5 separate regions of the Mus musculus genome follow, and regions 1, 2, 4 and 5 are each linked to region 3. The links are chromatin contacts, called in public HiChIP or PLAC-seq maps. All regions are on one chromosome and are shown on one strand. The core of a region is the stretch at or near the end of the contact, and the rest is flanking DNA. Distances in the headings are between cores, read along the strand shown. Region 1 overlaps Vps13b (vacuolar protein sorting 13B). Region 2 overlaps Stk3 (serine/threonine kinase 3). Region 3 holds the start of Vps13b (vacuolar protein sorting 13B). Region 4 overlaps Vps13b (vacuolar protein sorting 13B). Region 5 overlaps Vps13b (vacuolar protein sorting 13B).

Evidence for each region. HiChIP or PLAC-seq counts read pairs in DNA pulled down with a chosen protein or histone mark.
Region 1: an H3K4me3 HiChIP or PLAC-seq map of bone marrow-derived macrophages shows a contact between it and region 3, with 5 times the contacts expected there. The contact joins the enhancer-like site here to the promoter of Vps13b in region 3. A contact is called at or near these places in 1 of 39 promoter capture datasets (cranial neural crest), 2 of 484 Hi-C or Micro-C datasets (the N1E-115 cell line and nephron progenitors), 4 of 115 datasets of contacts at active chromatin or transcription factors (the 230-238 cell line, bone marrow-derived macrophages, embryonic stem cells and 1 more) and 3 of 9 other capture datasets (adipose tissue, liver and pancreatic islet).
Region 2: a contact with region 3 is called in a CTCF HiChIP or PLAC-seq map of the NIH/3T3 cell line, with 9 read pairs. The contact joins the enhancer-like site here to the promoter of Vps13b in region 3. A contact is called at or near these places in 1 of 39 promoter capture datasets (HPC-7-derived erythroid cells), 1 of 15 datasets of contacts at CTCF or cohesin (the NIH/3T3 cell line) and 2 of 115 datasets of contacts at active chromatin or transcription factors (the SCID.adh cell line and vascular smooth muscle cells).
Region 4: an H3K4me3 HiChIP or PLAC-seq map of bone marrow-derived macrophages shows a contact between it and region 3, with 3 times the contacts expected there. The contact joins the enhancer-like site here to the promoter of Vps13b in region 3. A contact is called at or near these places in 3 of 39 promoter capture datasets (HPC-7-derived erythroid cells, cranial neural crest and hippocampal neurons), 4 of 115 datasets of contacts at active chromatin or transcription factors (bone marrow-derived macrophages, embryonic stem cells and forebrain) and 2 of 9 other capture datasets (liver and macrophages).
Region 5: a contact with region 3 is called in an H3K4me3 HiChIP or PLAC-seq map of bone marrow-derived macrophages, with 4 times the contacts expected there. The contact joins the enhancer-like site here to the promoter of Vps13b in region 3. A contact is called at or near these places in 6 of 39 promoter capture datasets (cranial neural crest, hematopoietic stem and progenitor cells, hippocampal neurons and 3 more), 7 of 115 datasets of contacts at active chromatin or transcription factors (acute myeloid leukemia, bone marrow-derived macrophages, embryonic forebrain and 4 more) and 3 of 9 other capture datasets (adipose tissue, liver and macrophages).

What each region holds. Positions count from the first base shown.
Region 1 is chr15:35,704,404-35,707,170 of GRCm38.p6, forward strand. All of the region lies in intron 33 of Vps13b (vacuolar protein sorting 13B), which reads left to right. Among named protein-coding and RNA genes, the nearest start is that of Mir875, 45 kb to the left of the region's middle. Within about 2 kb of position 1,293, at least 13 of the 459 cell types and tissues checked have an H3K27ac peak or open chromatin away from gene starts, as enhancers often do. A contact at or near this core is called in bone marrow-derived macrophages, where this site is marked.
Region 2 is chr15:35,020,461-35,023,174 of GRCm38.p6, forward strand. The region is part of intron 6 of Stk3 (serine/threonine kinase 3); the gene reads right to left. Among named protein-coding and RNA genes, the nearest start is that of Gm52204, 110 kb to the left of the region's middle. Within about 2 kb of position 1,296, at least 37 of the 459 cell types and tissues checked have an H3K27ac peak or open chromatin away from gene starts, as enhancers often do. A contact at or near this core is called in the NIH/3T3 cell line, where this site is marked.
Region 3 is chr15:35,369,676-35,372,486 of GRCm38.p6, forward strand. It overlaps Vps13b (vacuolar protein sorting 13B), which reads left to right and starts at 1,443. Exons shown (of 62, transcript NM_177151.4): 1 at 1,443-2,102; 2 at 2,258-2,432. The coding sequence starts at 2,286. LOC115488525 (a long non-coding RNA gene) reads right to left here. Exons shown (of 2, transcript XR_003951638.1): 2 at 553-2,485.
Region 4 is chr15:35,845,721-35,848,420 of GRCm38.p6, forward strand. Vps13b (vacuolar protein sorting 13B) reads left to right here. Exons shown (of 62, transcript NM_177151.4): 43 at 1,126-1,287. Among named protein-coding and RNA genes, the nearest start is that of Gm41292, 40 kb to the right of the region's middle. Within about 2 kb of position 1,436, at least 21 of the 459 cell types and tissues checked have an H3K27ac peak or open chromatin away from gene starts, as enhancers often do.
Region 5 is chr15:35,868,958-35,871,657 of GRCm38.p6, forward strand. Vps13b (vacuolar protein sorting 13B) reads left to right here. Exons shown (of 62, transcript NM_177151.4): 44 at 330-485. All of the region lies in intron 2 of Gm41292 (a long non-coding RNA gene), which reads right to left. Among named protein-coding and RNA genes, the nearest start is that of Gm41292, 17 kb to the right of the region's middle. Within about 2 kb of position 1,379, at least 15 of the 459 cell types and tissues checked have an H3K27ac peak or open chromatin away from gene starts, as enhancers often do. A contact at or near this core is called in bone marrow-derived macrophages, where this site is marked.

The sequences.
Region 1 (2,767 bases), core at 43-2,542, 330 kb after region 3:
ATTTTCTCAATTAGTGATCAAGGGAGGGAGGGCTCCTTGTGGGTGGTGCCATCCCTGGGCTGGTAGTCTTGGGTTCTATAAGAAAACAAGCTGAGCAAGTCAAAAAGAAACATCCTTCCATGGCCTCTGCATCAGCTCCTGCTTCCTGACCTGCTTGAGTTCCAGTCCTGACTTCCTTGGGTGATGAACAGCAATGTGGAAGTGTAAGCTGAACAAACCCTTTCCTCCCCAACTTGTTTCTTGGTCATGATGTTTGTGCAGAAATAGAAACCCTTACTGAGACACATGGATAAAGCATTTTATTCTTGTTTTCGGTACATCATCTCATTCAATAATGTATTAGCCATGCATATGAATACTCCATTTTAAGGAGGTCCATCCAGAGACTAAATATTACTTACAGTATGCTCAGCTGACAACATAGAGGATGTACAACCCCAAAGGCTTCATGAATGAGTCTGTGAAAGAAATTACAAAGTGCAGTATTGGAAAGTCTTCAAAAACATGTATTTGCATCCTGACAATCATTAATTCAGTCTGCTATGTGACTTGTTAATTTTTATTACTAGTATAGGAAGAACAATTATCACTGCACGTTTAAGGATCATCTTTGGTGTGTGAGGACACATCCCTACCTATACAATGATAGAGATCAGTCCATCTAGGAGTTCTTCACCGGGTAAAAGCTACAGACCTTTAGCACCTGCCTAGTTTGAAGAATGTTCTTTGTGCCAGGCATTGCTACTTTCTAAGGTAGACTGCATTTTCAGATCCTCATACTGACACTGTGAGGAATAATTAACTCCATTTTATGAATATCCTTAACAAAGGTTTACAGTTATCCAAAGTATAGGACTTGGTCCCAGGTTTGTCTGACTCCCAGACCTATATATAGCTATGTATCACTATAACTTATGTGTAGGAGTCCTTTGAGAAGTATGTGTACCATTCATTAAACACTCTTCTCATAGGAGTATGAATGTGTATCAGGCTAGATGGTATAGCCTGCTGAACATGTGTGTGTGTGATATCACATTGTTTGGGGGCCATTATTAACCAAATATAAAAGAAAATAATACAATCAAGAAAGGTAGTGAATACAACATGTAAAAGGGGAGCAAAACTGTATTGTTTACCATAACCCTGTGGTAAGCATCAGAACACAACTAAAATAAGGATACAGCGCAAAAGTAAGAGTTCTCTCCCTTGAAAGCCCCCATGCACCCACATGATCATCTGCCAGACAAGCCCTCGGAGTCACTGTTGTTTGGCAGCCTGGCCAAAAAGGAACCAGTGACTTAGAGCTAGACCTGCTTCTCCATTTAATTGTGTCCCAACCTTCCTTCCTTCCTTCTGAGTTGTCACCACAGAAAGCAGTGAAAATAGTGTCAGTGTTATATAATCAAGTATCATGTACTGTGTGGCATAGTAGTGTGTACTGTAGTGCACTTTAATATGATGGCAGTATAGTAGGCTTCTTTAAGCTCATGTCACAGAAATGTGAGAAATTCATTGTTAGGTGGCATTAGCATTACCAGGGCATCTCAATGGAACAGAACATTTTCAGTCCCATAATTTAGTGGAAACCGAGGCATATGCAGTCCACCATATAACCATAGTGTTCTAAAAAATCTGATATTAATACTACAGTTTAGTATGATTGAATTTTATATTTTAGAATGATATAATTTATGCTGTAATAGAATTGTGTGAAGTACTAAGATTATCAAGAAGACTCTTAGCCAGCCGTGGCCAGCTCAGTGAATTGCTGTGGTCAGACAAGAGCACGCTTTGGACAGACTGACTTCAGGACAAGAGCACAGTTTGGATAGTGTAACTTCAGAAAACATGGTACTGTCTAAGAATAGGGTTACACTGTATTGTTTCAAATAGGTAATGCCTTTTGTGTTTCTCAGCAACTGTAGAATCAAGATAAATACTGTTAGGAAACCTTCATAAGCACTTCCTCGTTATCTTTGATTATTAAGTTATTTAATATTTCACAATGTGTCTTTGGGAGTTAGCTTACAACAGTTTGTAGCATTTGACAAAATATTTCTAGCCAGTCAAATTGGAATATAGTAACTGATACGTAACACTTAGGAGCTGCACTGTGCTTTAGGAATAGCTCTCCATTCCAAGTTGTCTTAGGTCCCAGTGCAGTGTTTTGGAAAGGTGTTTGCAAACACTCAATAACTTAACAGATTTCCGTACTATTTACCTTGTAATTTAACTTTTTAGAACTTGTCCTAGAATTTTCCATCAATCCTCGTAGATGTGTCTTATCAAGAATAAAAGCCTAAATTTCTAATTATGTGGGAATCCTTGAAAAATTTAGTCATCAAATGAAATGCTTTTAAAATAGTACAGGAGATGAGACACAGACAAGGACTAACCATGACTGTGTGTTTGAGGCCAGCTTGGCTGCATAGAGAGTTCACAGCAAATGTGTGCTACATAACAAGACCCTGCCAAAGAAAGAAATCAACTTACAGGGATAACACCTTGTCTAGAAATAGGTTTCACATTTGTCTCTTTAATATGATTATAACCACGAAGGGGTCTGAGTAGAGGGAAGAAAAACTGAAGTGGATCTATTAAATAATCCTGTTAAGAATACTTGATAATACAATAGGAGTAGGGAAGATTTGTTTTTCTCATGTAGCGTTGCTGGCTACCATGTTTATATGGATTATTTTATATATATATATATATATATATATATATATATTATTATTATTATTATTATTATTATTATTATTATTAT
Region 2 (2,714 bases), core at 46-2,545, 350 kb before region 3:
TATATAAGTACCTTGCAAAAGGCTGGATGCATTTCATTTATTGTTATATCTCAATGTCTAAAACACTGTGAGGAAAAAGCACTTACAAATGAGACAGGGCTGGGAGGGTAACTCAGCAGTAGTAAGCTGTTTGCCTCACAAGCCCAATGCTCTGAGTTTGATACCCAGCACTAAAAGACAAATGAATAAATAATGAATAAATCACTATACCTACATCTTAGCCTTTCTCAGGGGGGACTTAAAATATATAAAATCTTACAAAGAGATGGAACTGGATAGCTAAATAAAATGAATATTATATGTATATACACATATACATTCATAAACACACACGTTAGCTGGCTTTCTTAGGAAGATAGAAGACTTGGCAGGAAATGATTTAACTTCAGAAAGAATAAAATTTATATGAGTCATTGACAAACAAGTCAATCCACCTTGAAAGACTAGTAAGTACCAACAACTATGTGAAAAATGTTATAATAAAACCACATAATTAGGCCCAGAGAACAGGACTATCTTGCCAGTATTTGTTGTCATTGGCAAACATCCATATTAACTCAGCTTCCCCAATTCAAAATACAAATGGAATAGTGAATTGCCAACTCACTGGAGAGAAAGACTGTATTACAATCTGGGTTCATATTAAAGTTACCTCATTCTTTTCAACTTAGATCTGACCTACAGGAAAATTTTTAACAGATTCTACTGGACAAGTGCCATAGTAAAGTTTAAAATTAGCATTTCAGATGCTAACCTAAAGGATTTCCATTTTATTTCTCAAAACCAAACTAGGCTAAAAATAAAATATGATGAATTATGAGTATAAAGTGAATAAAAGAAACATTTTGTCAGGGAAAAAGAAAAGTGCAACACTGGTCCCTTCTCTCGTTTCTTTTGATTTCATTCATGCGTGGCCTGAGTCAGGGCTGAACACATGGCAGCTGTAAACTGATGAAGCTGATACTGCCCCTCTTCCCTTCAGTTCCATTATGGAAACCTACACACACGAACATGCACAACAGGGCTTCATGTAGCCCAGGCTTCAAACTTTCTATGTATCTAAAATAGCCTTGAACTCTGGTCCTCCTGCCTCTACCTCCTGGGTGCTAGGGTTCCAGGTGTACAGTACCACATTCATTGACTTACCCCATCATTGTAAGAACTCTTTCCCTGAAGACATGTGAATAATTGAGTCCCTGTCCCTTATAGGTCATCCACCATAACTTAAGTAGGATGCACCAAAGTCCAAGTTGGGAAGCCAATAAGTTTATTGGGCATGAGTCAGGGTGGGTTATACATAGAAGCCTGACTATGAAAAATACTCACTGCATGATGTATATCCACTTCTCCACATCTGACAGACAGAGACCTGCCCTTGTAAACCTCCCAATACCATGAGGCCACATGCAATTGGAGCAGTACGACATATGGTGGCTGGGAGGTACAGAAGAGTGTAGACAGACTCTCAGGTGAGAGTCTGATGGCCCACTCTTCTTCCTCTTCCTCCTCCTCCTCCTCTCAGGGGTCTCTTATAAGAAGTCACAGCTAGCTGCTCTGATGAACACTCTGGCCGCTGTGCTCAGAAGGTGGTACTCCACAATGAACAGAGACATGTCTCCCTTCTGAGTTACTACATGTGCAAAGAAAATCGAAATACTCCCATTTTATACAAGAGCGTTAACTTCATTAATACCTGCATGTCACAAAACATTGCATTTCCTTTACAAAAAAAAATGCACTAGCTGCTGTACATCTGTGTCAATAAACTCATAATTAGAAAAGTCACCCAAATATAATGAAATGTCTGAGCTTGGGGTTTACTGGGTGGTGGGAAAGCTCAGGATGTTCTCAATGGAGACTGTTTAGAGGAGAGATGGAAGAAACTGTAAGTAACAACGTAACACTGAGCAGAAAGGGGGCAAAGATAAATACCTAGAAGCACATACAAATAAAGTGTGGCTAAAACGAAAGGCACGGAAACAGAAAGATACTCAGAGCCAAAGGCCTTCTATAACACTCTTAAGAATCTGACTACTAACTAGCCTCACACTTGTAAAACTGCTTCCTGATGGAGAGGTTTTGAAGGGAACAGGATGATCTGTGTGACTTAGGATGATAAATCTAGCAGTGTTGTGAAATTGACTCTGGAGAAGACAAAATGGAGGACTACTATTTAGAGTGATGTAGAAATGCAGAGGGAAAAATACTAAGTCCGAAAAATGGGAATAAAGAACTCCTAGAAGAGTAATGCATTTAGTAAGTACTGAGTAATGGAAGTCTGAATTATCTCTAGCTATGGGGACTGGGCAGGAAGAAAATGTCAATAGAACTTGACTAATAAAACTGGAAGATTAGACAAAAGCTATTTTCCAGACTCTTGAATTTGGCAACTGGTAGTATGAAAAACAATGGAAGATACTGAATTAAAGCTTGAAACAAATGTGTGAATATTAGATTTTAAGTGTCTCAACAATATAGAAAATAATTATCTAGACAGGAACTAAAAATGAGTACAGGACTCAAGATCGACAGCCATGGGGGTGGGGGAAATCAAGAAATGAGACATCAAAGAAGTCAAAAGAGGCAAGGGTGGCAAACAGATCTTCTATGGACAGTTGCAGGACAGCAGTGGGGAAAAAAGAGCCAAAGTCTACTCAAGGAGAAGTAAGAGGAGCTGCAGCCATAGGCACCTGCATCTGGGTGGTTCCATGAGA
Region 3 (2,811 bases), core at 193-2,692:
TTACTGTCTACCCAATTTGCCTCATGGTCTTTCAGAAGAGACTTCAAAAATATATTGTGTTTATGTATATTGCCTTAGAAAAGATGTGAGAGGTTTGGAGAGATGGCTCAGTGGTTAAGAGCATTGACTGCTCTTCTGAAGGTCCTGAGTTCAAATCCCAGCAACCACATGGTGGCTCACAACCATCCATAATGAGACCTGCTGCCCTCTTCAGGGGTGTCTGAAGATAGCTACAGTGTACTTACATATAATAAATAAATAAATCTTAAAAAAGATGTGAGAACAGAGGATCTTTGGAGAAGCCTACTCATTTGACAAACAATAATAATACAAATGAATTAAACTTACTTTGATTATAGAACAACACTCATGGGTTGAAAATGATTAACTTTTAGTAAACAAACAAATTGTATCCAGATAATGTTTTTAGGCTAGGGATTTGGCACCTTTTTTCTGGATATAAAAGAAAAACTTCATGTTTAGCACTCTATATATTATTTTAAGCATCTGAGTAACATCCTGATAGTGTTTTATTAGATTGTCACACATGTATAGATTTATGGGAATTTTAATATTAAAACTTCTCAGCCATGGATTCAACCTAGTTGCTGTTCAAGTATTTTGGGTAACAAGAAAAATGTTTATTTTGCTAATTAGGCTTTCATAACATTCACATTACATGGTCATTTATTAAGGCTTTTGAGGAAGCAGCTGCTGTGAATTAGCAATTGCTTGCTGTTTTTTCTGCCTGCGAAATCTAATTCATTATTTTCACTATTAAAATGAACTTTGGCAGTCTCACGAATACCATTTTCTATAGCAATCTCCAATTCTCTCAAGAAATAGTATTTTTTTTTAATTTCAAAAGTTTTATGAGTGGGCATTGAATAACCTATAAAGGAAAACTATTTTCAAGACACTATGTTTTCTTCAAAAGTTACCTAAAATTAAGAGAGGCTGGTTTAAAAAAAAAAAAAAGGCAGCATATCCCATGCTATTTCTATCCACTCAGTCTATTATCTTCTAAGGTAGATGTTTGAGTTATTGCTGTTAGCCCACAAGTTACCACTACTAACATCTATACATCTATTTCATCGTAACATAATCCACACTGTCCTTACCACTTATTTCACTTTTGGCTCAGGACTCTTATTTTCACATTCTCTCAGCTTTTTGGGGACCTCCATATTAGACGGTAGGCCAGTCCTCTCCATTCCATGCACCCTATGCACACTAACTAGGGGCTATTTCACCTCTGCTTTGAGAACGAGATTATGTACAGTATGGTTTAAGCTCACTCTTTTAAGCTGTTCACCCCTGATCTCAACTGTGTACCCACGTCCACTTTCCCGGCCTTGCAAAAAAACTTCAGCAGTAAATTTAAATCTTCCGCCTTTCTTAGCTCCTCCCACCTGTCTTTGACCTCCACCCTACCGAATCCCAGTTCCTCTTTCCAGTTCTTCCAGTAGCCACGGAAAACAACCGTTTCTCAATTTTCTGGGCTTGAAGAACGAAGGCTACTTCTCCCGCCTCCACGGCACCCTGCGTTCCTGCCGCCTCCGACTACTAAGCCTCTTGGGCAGTATTGGGTCACGTCCCGGCCATCGCCGTGTCCCTGCAGCGCCACTTCCGGATCGCCGGTGCTTCCACTTTACCGGTCCGCATCCCGCACCGAGCTCTTCGTAGAGTTAATTCCTAACCCAGAGCGGTGGCAGCGGGGATCCCGGCCTAGCCAAGCCGGAGTCGTCCCAGGCAGGCAGACGCGCGGGGTCCTTGTCCCCACCGCGGAAACCTGACGGACGGCGAAGCCCGCACACCCGGAAGTGGCGCGGAACGCGTGAGGCGTTTCCGCGGCGGACGCCAGGTACCCGGAGGAAGAGCGCACGCCGCCGCTCTGTGGCGTGTTTACCTTGGAGCGGGTGCGGCGGCGGCGGCAGCAGCGGGCCTGACGCCAGCTCGGTCCTATGGCCGGAGATCCGCCTGCGTTCCGGGAGTCGACCGCCTCTGGCTGGGCTGCGCTAGGGTAGGAGTGAAGCAGGACGTGCTGTCCTCCCACGCCCGGGGGCCGGCCGCCTCCAGCCTCTCTGCCTACTCCTCGTCAGGTGAGGCGCTCAGTTAGCGGGGAGCTCGCGCCCGGACCCGGAGGGCGGGCGGGCGATCCGGGAGAGCGGCCTTGCCAAGCTTCCTGAGAAGTGCATTTCCAGTTGCTGCCTGTCGATTCAGTTACTTACAAAATTTCCGTCTTTACCCTTTTCAGGATCTGACTTCGACGCTTAAATTTGAAGATGCTGGAGTCGTACGTAACTCCAATTTTAATGAGTTATGTGAATCGCTATATCAAGAACTTAAAACCTTCAGATCTCCAGCTTTCACTATGGGGTGGGGACGTGGTTCTCAGCAAACTCGAGTTAAAGTTGGACGTTCTGGAACAGGTAAGCAGTACAGCTGCCATCGGAACATCTTCGTCTTGATAGACATAGCCTGTCTAGTATGTTTTGAATGATAATAAATTTCCTGTTAGCGTGTTTTGCCTACTGTGTAGTTAGAGACTTCATTTTATAGAAAACAAACAAACAAACAAACAAACAAATACAAGGCTTTTTGCCTCGTAAGGGCTTATTCTGTTAGGATTCCCCAACATTTTTTCAGCCGATAGAAATTTCAGCTTGTTTACTCAGTTCTCAAGCACTGCCAAATATGCACACTCTTACAATGTCATATGAAACGGGGAAACATTACATGCTTGTTCTTCTTTTGGGTCAGTGGGCGAGTGTGAAAAACAGCAAGAGCACGCACATGTAAAGTTCTGTT
Region 4 (2,700 bases), core at 186-2,685, 480 kb after region 3:
CTTCCTAGTTCCCTGCATCATTCTAATCCCCTGCATCGTCTTGCTTCTGAATTAGGTCACCCTTTACTTCCCCCCTCTTCTCCATAAAGGGGGAGGCCTTCTGTAGATCCTGAGCCAGGAAACAGAGGTCCACTTGAGACAGGTGTCTACTCTGTTACCTCCTGCAAATTGATAAGCTACTTGGAAGTTTAGATCCTCAAGGGGATCGCTTTCTTAGCTATGCTTTTAGTTTCCTAAAACCATGGTGACTGCTTTTATGCTACAACCTGGGTGATAAAGACAGTGCAGCCGGTGATTTTGATGTCACAACTAGTAGGGACTCATTAGGCTGAGAAAAAGGTATCAGCATAGAAACCTCATGCTAGTTAGATGATCCTTTACTGCTTATGGGACATATTAGCTACTGACCCATTGCTGAGTGAAACAGATACTGGAAACCTTTTCAACTAACACCAATCCTCTTAAAAACTGCAACTTGGCCTTTAAATGGGTTCTGGAGTTGATCTGTTCAGCCTCTTAACAATAGAGGGAAAGTTATGGTTTTATTTATATCTCTCCCTGGGCAGATTTACACACACACACATACACACACACACACACACACACACACACACACACACACACACACACACACGCTCCCTCTCTCCCTCTTAAGGGACCCAGGATTGTAGTAACCTAAATGATCCTTACTTTCTGTAGGGTACAAACTGTGGCTTTGGTAATTGGCCTTGATTGTAGAGTTTAGAGGGCTGGGAACATGGTAATTCTAGCCTCTGGTACTCTGTTCAGAAATGTGCACAGCCCAGCACAGCACTCTTTATAGCATGTTAATTCGTTTTAAGAAATGTTAAACGTTTGTGGGATCTCATTGTTCTTTTCCTCTTCTGTGTGTATGATTTATTTTGTAGGACTATAAATCAAAACACATTCCTGGAACATATAATGTCTTTAAGATATTTTTGTTGTGCTTATCCTAAAAGTATAGAATATTCTGTATACCAGAGCTAATGACAGCAGATGCTTTAACGTTTGTGTGTTAAAACAATGGCCACTGGGCAGACAGCTGCCAAACATCTTGCAATTAATCTGATACGCACATTGGCTTTCATATTCTTTTTCTTCCAGAACAAATGCCCTGAGGTAGAAGAGTTGGTCTTCAGCCACTTTGTGATCTGTAATGACACACAGGAGACACTGCGGTTTGGCCAGGTGGATACTGATGAAAATATTCTTTTGGCGAGTCTCCACAGTCACCAGTACAGCTGGCGTTCTCATAAATCCCCACAGGTATTTGCGAATCAGTCTTACAAACAGCCATTGTTCCGATTGGGGATTTGTTTATTCTGCAGTTATGTCTGTGTGTGGTTATTTCCCTGTGTAGTGGCATCTGATGGAGACCCAGGAATGCTCACAGGCCATGCTCCCTGGTAAGCATGGGTACTGCTGGGGAAAGAGACAGGCCTGTAGAGCAGAGCTCTTGTCCTGTGCTGGACAAGCATGCTGTACTTCTGTGCTTTGCTTTTCCCAGAATGGGGGTGAACAGCCCCTGCTCTGTGTAAGGAGCTAGACTAGAGCTCGGTATGCAGTCAGCACAGGTGCTGGGCAAATAACCACTATTCAGATGTACCAGGCAGATGCTTGTCAACAGTAAAGGCAGAAAGTCACAGTCAGAATCATACAGTGACCACAATGACAAACTTTGCCCTGAGGAGCACTGAGAAAAGACACAGCAAAGGATGTCTGTTTTCCAAGTGGTATAATTCCATTCTGTCACTTTAGATGGGGATAATTAGAGAGATGTGCCCTGCAGGGATAGTCTACAGATGAATTAAATGCAAAGATGTGGTCTTAAATGAGAAAAAGAAGTCCTAGGAAGTATTCCCAAGAATAGTGTATTTCTAAAACTCTGGGTAATAAACTATTATCTGCTTGTGATTAAAAGCAAGTCATTCAATTAGAGAGCAAGTTTTCCCATGTGGTCATAGGCCAGCTTCAGAGTCTGTTCCACTTCAGACTCCACCTCCTTTCTTTTCTTGTCTGTACCTTAAGAGCTAGATTCCTGTCTTTTAGTTATCTTGAGATTTTTCACATGAAATCACCCCATTCTCATAAAATTTGAAAATGTAGATACAATGAAATATTCATTTAAATATCTTAATTTTAAATCAAATTAATCTAACAGGACATTAAAACTCTAAGCTTTTGTAATACAAATTCTCTTTTAAAAGACTTTTAATATATGTGGGAGTGAGTAGGGTAGATATGTGTACAGGTGTTCACAGATGCTAAAGTGTAGGAGCCCTGGAGATGAGCTGCCTGACAGAGATGCTGGGAACCAAACCAATGAACCGTCTCTCCAGTACCTTTTAGTACAAATTCTTTTAAAAGCTTCTCACACAATATGATACTGCATTCATAATTTTACCCTAGATCATATATATTTTCCAATTTTTGTGCAACTTTTCCATGTTAGAGTTTTCATTTGCCCTGTGTGACGTGAGGATGTTACATTTGTTTCTTTGTCTCATTCTATTTGTTTCTTTTGTTGTTTTTTTTAATTAGTCACAAAAGTAGAGGCATACACACACACACAAGGCCTGCACCAGGCAAGCCCAACCATAGTAGCACTAGCTGTATAGCCTTCCATGGTCACTGCATCCCAGCAATGCACTATCAGTGGCAAGAAATACGCATCCAAGT
Region 5 (2,700 bases), core at 129-2,628, 500 kb after region 3:
AGTGTTCTTTGATCTCACATTTAAACCTCTTGTCCTCCAAATGAATGAAATGGCTTTTTTTCCTCCTCAAATGTTCAACAGACCTTTTGCCATTTGATAGAATCATTATTTCAAACTGTGATCTGGAAAACAACGTTGATTCTGTGGCATATTTGCTATTCTTAGCCTGGTGAACTAAGCTGGAAGTCGATGAATAATGCAGGTTAGAAAGAAAACACATGCTAGAGATTACAAATAGAGAGAGGTCTTCCAGCAACAAGACTTTCATTTTAGGACTAGATTTTTGTTGGCATGTTTGGCATTATGACGATTATTGTTTTTCTTTCCAGCTGTTACACATCTGTATTGAAGGCTGGGGTAACTGGCGTTGGTCAGAGCCCTTCACTGTGGACCATGCCGGTACATTTATTAGAACAATTCAGTACAAGGGTCGAACCGCTTCACTCATCATCAAAGTCCGAGCACTCAGTGGAGTGCAAAAACAGGTGAGTGTCCTTGTGTTCGTGACCTGAATTTTTGTATAATTAATGGGCATGACTCTTTTTTTTTTTTTTTTTTTTTTTTGGTTTTTCGAGACAGGGTTTCTCTGTTTAGCCCTGGCTGTCCTGGAACTCACTCTGTAGACCAGGCTGGCCTCCAACTCAGAAATTCACCTGCCTCTGCCTCCCAAGTGCTGGGATTAAAGGCCTGGGCATGACTCTTAAATGTGAGCAAGTAATACGGGGCATGTACCAGTAGTTATGTATATCTGCCCTCTGACACCATGCACATGAGCACTTAGTGCTGATGATCCTTTGTCCCTCGTCCTTTACAAGAGTTGCTCGCGAGCAGTAAAATTTACTGATTTTAGTTCCACCTTTTCTCCCTGTCACCACCTGCCTTCTGGTAGAGGTGCTAATGAGCTGTGAAATAGCCAAAGGCCTTTCCTGAGAAGGAAAAGAAGTAAAGAGAAGTAGAGACTCTTGGATAATCCACCAGTGGATACCCAAGAGTTGCTTCTCATGCGTGTACACACAAGAATAATGTGTATGAAAGCGTTGGGACCTCTCCTGCGACAGACTGAGCCTGTACTCCACCAAGCTTTGCTTTTCCTAAGAGTTAATATTAACTGCAGTAAAAATTCACTGCAGTCTAACTCTTGGCATGTAAAACCTTAGCTCTCAGCACATATTTTTACGTATTTTATAAAACTTCCTTTTGGCTGTTTTTGAAGTTCTAAGACTGCAAAGGGAAAAAAGTATCTGACACTTTTTTTTCTATGTTCTTAAGATGTGAAAATGTGGTTTCTAAAAGATTTTTTTCAAGTGTGCAGCATATGACAAAAGTAGAAAGGAAAAAAAGGAAGTATTAAAAATCTGAAGACTGGCTTCACCACACACAATAACTGAGTTTGTTGTAAGGCTTTTAACATATACGTCTGCATCTGGATTGTAACAAGCAGAGCAGAGCTTATGTGAACTGAGGCTATGATAGGTACAGCATTCCTCCTGGAAGAGGGGCACCCCTCTAATGGAGCCACGGGGCCTTTCTCATGAAACTGGCAGGCAGCAACTGGCAAGAGGGCAAGTAGGCCCTGTCGTCCATCCTGGACTGGGTCTAATCAGGGACCTGAACTTGCACTTCTCATTCCTGTGGACGACAGCAGTGGAAGGAGAACTTACTGCAGAGGAAGCCAGGAAGCAGGGAAGCAGGGTCCTGATTAACCCGTTACTTCTCAGAGTTCTGCCTACACAAGGGCAGGTTAAAATGCCACATACCAAGAGTGCGACATGAGCTTTGTTCCCAAATTGCAAATTCATGTAAAACTGGCAGTAAGTGTGAAGGGAATTTAGAGGCCTCATTAAAAAGATCATGCTTCATCAAGTCTTTGGAAAATATTTAGAATTTGGATTAAGACAAAACACTCTGTACATTATCAAATAGACAAAGACATAAACATGAAACAAATGAGTATTTCTAAAAGATATAGGAGATGATCTACCTGTGGTATCAATAAGACTAAGGCTGGAGTGCCTGTCTGCCCTAAGAGTTCTTAGTGGTTGTACTGTTCTATGATAAATGTATACCCATCCTCTGACTCAGTTACTGTGGTCATCCAGACATGCATCACATTTCCTAGCAAGTCTAAGAAATGATCCCTCAGCTTTGGCTTGAATACTTTAAACAAGAGGCCTGGTCCCTCATTCCTAGTAACCCTCTCTGTTGTTGATCTCCACCAGCTATTAGGAAATTGCATTCTGAAACTGGACACAAAATCTTTTACCATTCCACCAAGCTTTTACTGTTCTCCATAACAGTAAGGCACACAGTAAGCACACGGCTTACTGTGTGGACTCTGCAAGCCACTTCTGTATACAACCCCTTACGCACAGACAGCAAAGACATGCACAGCAGGCTGCGTTAATACATTCACATATGGGTATATAGATTCACCTATACATAATAAAAAAGGCTGCCAGTTTGAGAGTTGGACTGGAACATGGGAGAAGTTAAAGGAAAGGAGAAATGATGTAATTAAATTCCAATTAAAAGTATATTTAAATAAGTAAAGAAGAAAAGAAGAAAGCCTTTCAGCCTGGAAAGAGAGAGTCTCCTAAGCCCCAGGGTTGTAACAGTACACCAAACATCAAAACAAATAGTTTCTAAAATCTTATCGGTTTTCCCTCTCCTCTGTCCTTCTCACTCATATACACAAGCTAT